Linked DNA regions of Sus scrofa: region 1 is linked to region 2. A link is a contact called in public HiChIP or PLAC-seq data. All regions are on one chromosome and are shown on one strand. Each heading gives the region's core, a stretch centred on a gene start, on an enhancer-like site or on the middle of the called end of the contact. The rest is flanking DNA. Distances are from core to core; before and after follow the strand shown.

Region 1 (3,062 bases), core at 143-2,642, 250 kb after region 2:
GTTAGGCAGCATAAGAAGGCTTCAAAGTTTTGTTTTGTTTGTTTGTTTGTTTGTTGTTTTTTGTTTTTTTCAAAGTTTTGTTTTGACATCTTATATTTTATAATCCTGTGGGACTTTGAAGAAGTGGTAGGGTCCAGAAGGTGTTTGAATATACCTGTCTAGGTCTGAGAAAAGGTAACAATTCAGGCCTCATCAGCATACAAATGATAATAGAAGTGAGAGTGTTTATAAGGTTTCCCAGACAAGTTAGAAAGTGAGAAGAGAAATGCACTAAAGACAGATACTTAAGGAACACCATTATTTTATAAGCATGGGGAAAAGTGCCCACAAATGAGAGCAGGAAGCTATAATCAAAAAGAAAGGAAAAATGAAGGAAGGAAGGAAGAAGAAAAAGGAAAGAAAGAAAGAGAGAGAGAGAGAGAGAAAGAGAGAGAGAGAGAGAGAGGAAGGATAGAAGAGAGAGAGAAGGAAGGAAGCCTGGGATTTGAAAGTTTCAAAGAGGAAGGAAGCAGAGAAACTGTAGAGTGATATGTAAGTCTAAAAAAATAAAGGCTGAAAAGTGTTCATGGATTTTGGTAATTAGGAAGTCCTTTTTGATCATTTGGGGTTTTCTGGCCACACCCATGGCATGTGGAAATTTCTGGGCCAGGGATCAAACCCACCCAGTATCGCCCCAAGTCACTGCAGTGACAAAGCCAGATACTTAACCTCCTGCACCATGAGGGAACTCCTAGAAAGCCCTTTGTGATTTTAATGAAAGCAGTTTCCCTATGATTGTTACAAATCAGTATTAAGCCAAAACAGAGGACAGGCGTTTCCAAAACGTGAATAAAAATGGAAGAAGAAAGATAAGGCAGCAGCTTGGGGATATAGCATCCATGAGGTAAGTTTGTTTTGTTCTCTGTTATTAAGAAAGAAGTTTGAGTATGTTTATCAGCTAAAGGAAAGAAATCAATAGAAAAAATATGGAAGATATAAGAGAAAGAGGGACTCTAGCAATACATAAAAAGGATTATACACCATCACCAAGGGATATTTATCCCAAGGATTGACAGTTGGCTCAACATATGAAAATCAAAGCATCCTATTAATAGAATAAAAAGCAAAAAATGACCATCTCAGCATACACAGAAAAAGTATTTAACAAAATCCAACACCTTGTCACGATTTTTTTTTTAAAAAAAGGAAAACACTCAACAAGTTAGAAATAGAAGGAATCTTCCTCAGTCTGATAAAGGACATCTATGAAAACCCTAGCTAACATTAAACTTACTGGTCAAAGACTGAAAGCTGTCTTCCTAAGATGTTTAACAAGACAAGAACATCCAGTCAGTACATGTGGTCAGTATTGCACTAGAGATTTTAGCCAGGGCAATTAGGCAAGAAAAAAAAAAAAAAAATACACTCCCAGATTGAGAAGGAAGAAGTAAAACTACTTCTAACTGCACATGACATAATCTTGTATATAAGAAAACCTATGTAATCCACAAAAAATAATTTTATTTATTTATTTATTGCTTTTATGGCCTCAGCCATGACATATGGAAGTTCCTGGGCCAGGGATTGAATCCACACTGCAGCTGCAACCTGTGCCACAGCTGTGGCCACACTGGATCTTTAACCCACTGCACCAGGCCAAGGATCAAACCCACATCTCCACAGCTGCCCAAGCCACTGTAGTTGGATTCCTAACCTGCACTGTAGCAGGAACTCCCACCAAAATACTTTTAAAACTAATAACAAGTTCAGTAAAGTTGCAGGATACAAAATCTATATATAAAAACCAATTATATTTTTAGACACTAGTAATGAAAAATCTAAAAATGAAATTAGGAAAATAACCCCATTTAGAATAATATTAAAAAGAATAAAATCCTTAGGAATAAATTTAACAAAAGGAATACAAAATTTGTTTTCTTTATCGAAAACTAAAACACATTGTTAAAAGAAACTAAAGATCTAAATAAATGGTAATACATCCCATGTTCATGAATCAAAGATGGAATATTGTGTCAACACTCCCCCGAATAATCTAGAGATATAGTGCAATCTCTTGTCAAAATCCTAGCTGTTTTTTGTAGAAATTGGCGGTTGATCATAGTAATCAGATGGAAACACAAGGGACTCAGAATTGCCAAATGATCTTGAACAACAGCAAAGTTGGAGAACTCACAGGTCTCGATTTCAAAATTTACTACTAAGCTATAGTAATCAAGATAGTGATCACATTGCTAATCCATTCCAAAGGCAATAGTCTGCATCTATTAAACCCAAGCACCCCATCCATCCCGCTCCCTCCCCCTCCCCCTTGGCAGTCACAAGTCTATTCTCCAAGTCCATGATTTTCTTTTCTGTGGAAAGGTTCATTTGTGCTATACATTAGATTCCAGATGTAAGTGATATCATATGGTATTTGTCTTTCTGTTTCTGACTTACTTCACTCAGTGTCAGAGTGTCTAGTTCCATCCATGTTGCTGCAAAAGGCATTATTTTGGCTGTGTAGCACTGGAACTATGTCTGGTCACTTATGATGGAGCATTTATAATGTGAGAAAAAAGTACATGTACATGTAAGTGAAACTGGGTCACCATGCTGTACGATAGAAAATTGACAGAACACTGTAAACCAGCTATAATGGAAAAAAAATTAAAATCATTATATAGCAAAATAAAAAAGACAGTGATCACTGAAGAAAACAAGACATAGAGGTCAATGGAACAAAGTTGAGAATCAGAAATAATGAGAATGGGGGGAGTTACCGTTGCGGTTCAATGGGTTACAAACCTAAACGGTATCCATGAGGATGTGGGTTTAATTCCTGGCCTCCTTCAGTGGGTTAAGGATCTGGCATTGCCATGAGCTGTGGTATAGGTTGAAGATATGGCTACGATCTGGCGTTGCTGTGGCTGTGGTGGAAACCAGCAGCTGCAGCTCCAATTTGACCCCCTAACCTGGGAACTTCCATATGCTGAAAGTGCAGCCCTAAAAGATAAAAAAAAAAAAAAAAGCAAGGAAGAAAAAAGAAAGAAAGAGTGAGAATGGGAATGAGGATAGACTGCTAA
Region 2 (2,791 bases), core at 112-2,611:
AACATGCTTCTCCTTGTGACCCTGAGAAATATGCTGTGATTATTATTCCAATTAGAAAGATGAGGAGACTGGGACCCGGGATGGAAAGGCACCAGCTGGGCTAGTGAGCTGCAGCATGAAGTTCAAGATGCAGTCGTTTAACTTCAGAGTGGTGCCTTTTCCCATGCTGTGGTGTTAATAAATACATTCATTGCTCCCTGTTCTGAGCAAGACCCTGAGCAAGCCCTTCCGCATATGCCCTAATGCCATCCTTGCAATGGCCCTGAGAGGTAAGTGTTGTTGCATTTCAAAAGCAGAAACGTTTTAATTCTGCCCCTACTTTTCTTTTTTCTTCTTTCTTTTTTACATAATGATTTTTTTTATTATAGCTGGTTTACAGTGCTTTGTCAGTTTTCTACTGTACAGCATGAGTGACCCAGTTACACATACATGTATAGATTCTTTTTTCTCACATTATCATGCTCCATCATAAATGACTAGATACAGTTCCCAGTGCTACACAGCAGGGTCTCACTGCTTGTCCATTCCAAAGGCAATAGTCTGCATCTATTAATCCTAAACTCCTAATCCATCCCACTCCCTCCCCCTCCCCCTTGGCAACCAGGAGTCTATTCTCCAAGTCCATGATTTTCTTTTCTGTGGAAAGGTTCATTTGTGCCATATATTAGATTCCAGATAAAAGTGATGTCATATGGTATTTGTCTTTCTCTTTCTGATTTGCTTCACTTAGTATGAGAGTCTCTAGTTCCATCCATGAAATCTTTCCAAATCTTTTCTTTTTTTCCCAAATATTTTATTGTGAAAATGTAAAAATATAAAGAATATTTAAACAAAATTCATATCTACCATTAGATTCTACTACTAATATTAGTTTTCTTTTTGAGGATACTGATGATTCCCTATGAGGCATGCTGGTTTAGGGGTTCATGCTTTACCCACTCTTTTGGCCCTTGGGAACCCCTGAGCCTGGAGTGTTACCTGCACATGAGCATATGCAGCTTTTCTAAAAATGGAAAATCCAAATTCATCTCTTTGCAAAAATCTTCCAGTTCCTCCTGCATTTGGCCAACCTCTCCTGTGTGGTGAAAGTCACCATTTAAATATGAAACCCAGCTCAGTTTCCAAAAATTTAATTGCATTATTAAGAATTAGTTGAAACTGGGCTTTGTCAATCTCTGAGGGGCAAGGCTGGGACTGAAGCTGACCAAACCATCAAGGCTGGCCAGAAATTCATTGCAATTGCTGAAATACTTAATGTAATCTGGGGCTGTGTTGGTTGGCGACACCACCTCCAGTACAGTGAGTACCCGCTGGGTAGGGCATAGTTCTAGGCTCTCTGGGGGAAATACAAATTAGTGGCTAGAGAGAAAGACTGGCTTTACCACGGATCCAGTGACAAGTATGTCAAAGGCCAAAGAAAGATGATCAGGCAAGAGCTGGTAAAAATTCATAGCCAGCCCCACAGCCGCAGGCAGCAAGAGCTGGATTCCCAACATCAGCTTTCTTTGCACTTGTTCAGTCCAGGAGTCAGGTAGGAAAGATCCTGTGTTCAGCCCTGTTGCCTTCCAGATTTGATTAAGGCTCTTAGGAGAGTCATGACCTCAGCCTGGAATGGCAACACAGGAAAAAGACAACAAAAAAGAAAGAGAAGATGACTAAAGCATTTAGTGCAAGAGGAGGGGCGATGGATGGAGTGAAAACTGGGAAGTTTCCACTTGATTTTCAAGGCCACGGGTATAATGAAAGGCCTCATTTTCTTGTGCTATTGTTAAGCCTTTCAAAAGAGTCTCCTCTGCAAGCCTGCCCCCAAACCATAGGTCTAGGATGATTTCTCTCCATGCCTTTTGGCTTGGTTTGCTGATTTATAAAGGGGGAAAGCAACTGCTACCTTACAGGTATTCTTTTGAGGATTAAATGTGGTAAAGCTCAGTAAATGGCTCATTAACATAAATGTATAGAAAATAGACTGTTTGATATCCTATCCAGCTAGCCCAGCCATCTGGTAAAAAGTAGGACCAGACAGTTAGACTCATGTAACAGAAATTTGGAAATCATCTGATCCAACACCTGAATGTGGTAGATGAGAAGGGAGAAAGCAGCAAGTGCTTCCGACCAAGGGTGCAGAGAAAGACAGAGGCTGAGGAGGGCTTTGTGGGTGTGGGGAGGAATGAGAGACAGAGCTTTGCTGAACCCCTTGTGATATAATCTAAACTCATAATGAAGAGAGACATAGGCAGAGTCTGCATTTCAGAAGTCGAGGCTCAGAGTTTCCAAATGGAAGTAGTCTCCCTCAGATCCAAGAGCTAAAAAGCAGATGAGGGAGATTTAAACCCTGGCTGAGTTCAGAGCCCATGCTCTTGACCTTACACCATCTCACCAGGTTTTCTGCTTCCTTGCAAAGACCCATTTTTCAAGGTTTCCGTAGCACCTTCAGAAAAGAGGGGTGGCTTGGGAAGGGGGTTGTTTTTATGTTTTTTAAAGTCTGTGAATCCCTGTGGAACCCTTCTTTACACAGCTCAGTTTTACAATCTAAGATGTCTAAGTCCACAGGCTGCCCCAGGCCTCTTTCATCCCTAACATTCTCGGTGTTTCACACCAAAAAGAAAATGGTCCTCCTTTGCCTCCAAATCCAAGTAGTCCTTACCTACAAAAATGGCTTCTTTAAAATCATCTGCCTATGTTATTTATGGTTATCTGAGGCCCGTGCAAAGAGACTCACCTTCCATTTCCTTCCCCCAGGACCTAGTAGGTGCTAAATACACTTTCTAGTACATTTTTCTTTTCTTTCTTT

The links. HiChIP or PLAC-seq counts read pairs in DNA pulled down with a chosen protein or histone mark.
Region 1: an H3K27ac HiChIP or PLAC-seq map of alveolar macrophages shows a contact between it and region 2. The contact joins two enhancer-like sites. A contact is called at or near these places in 4 of 5 promoter capture datasets (fetal liver, fetal skeletal muscle and liver), 5 of 47 Hi-C or Micro-C datasets (liver, skeletal muscle and subcutaneous adipose tissue) and 2 of 2 datasets of contacts at active chromatin or transcription factors (alveolar macrophages and skeletal muscle).

The regions. Positions count from the first base shown.
Region 1 is chr13:125,664,504-125,667,565 of Sscrofa11.1, forward strand. No RefSeq gene overlaps it. Among named protein-coding and RNA genes, the nearest start is that of LPP, 120 kb to the right of the region's middle. Within about 2 kb of position 1,393, at least 2 of the 83 cell types and tissues checked have an H3K27ac peak or open chromatin away from gene starts, as enhancers often do. A contact at or near this core is called in alveolar macrophages, where this site is marked.
Region 2 is chr13:125,418,325-125,421,115 of Sscrofa11.1, forward strand. All of the region lies in intron 3 of LOC106508008 (a long non-coding RNA gene), which reads left to right. Among named protein-coding and RNA genes, the nearest start is that of BCL6, 30 kb to the left of the region's middle. Within about 2 kb of position 1,362, at least 2 of the 83 cell types and tissues checked have an H3K27ac peak or open chromatin away from gene starts, as enhancers often do. A contact at or near this core is called in alveolar macrophages, where this site is marked.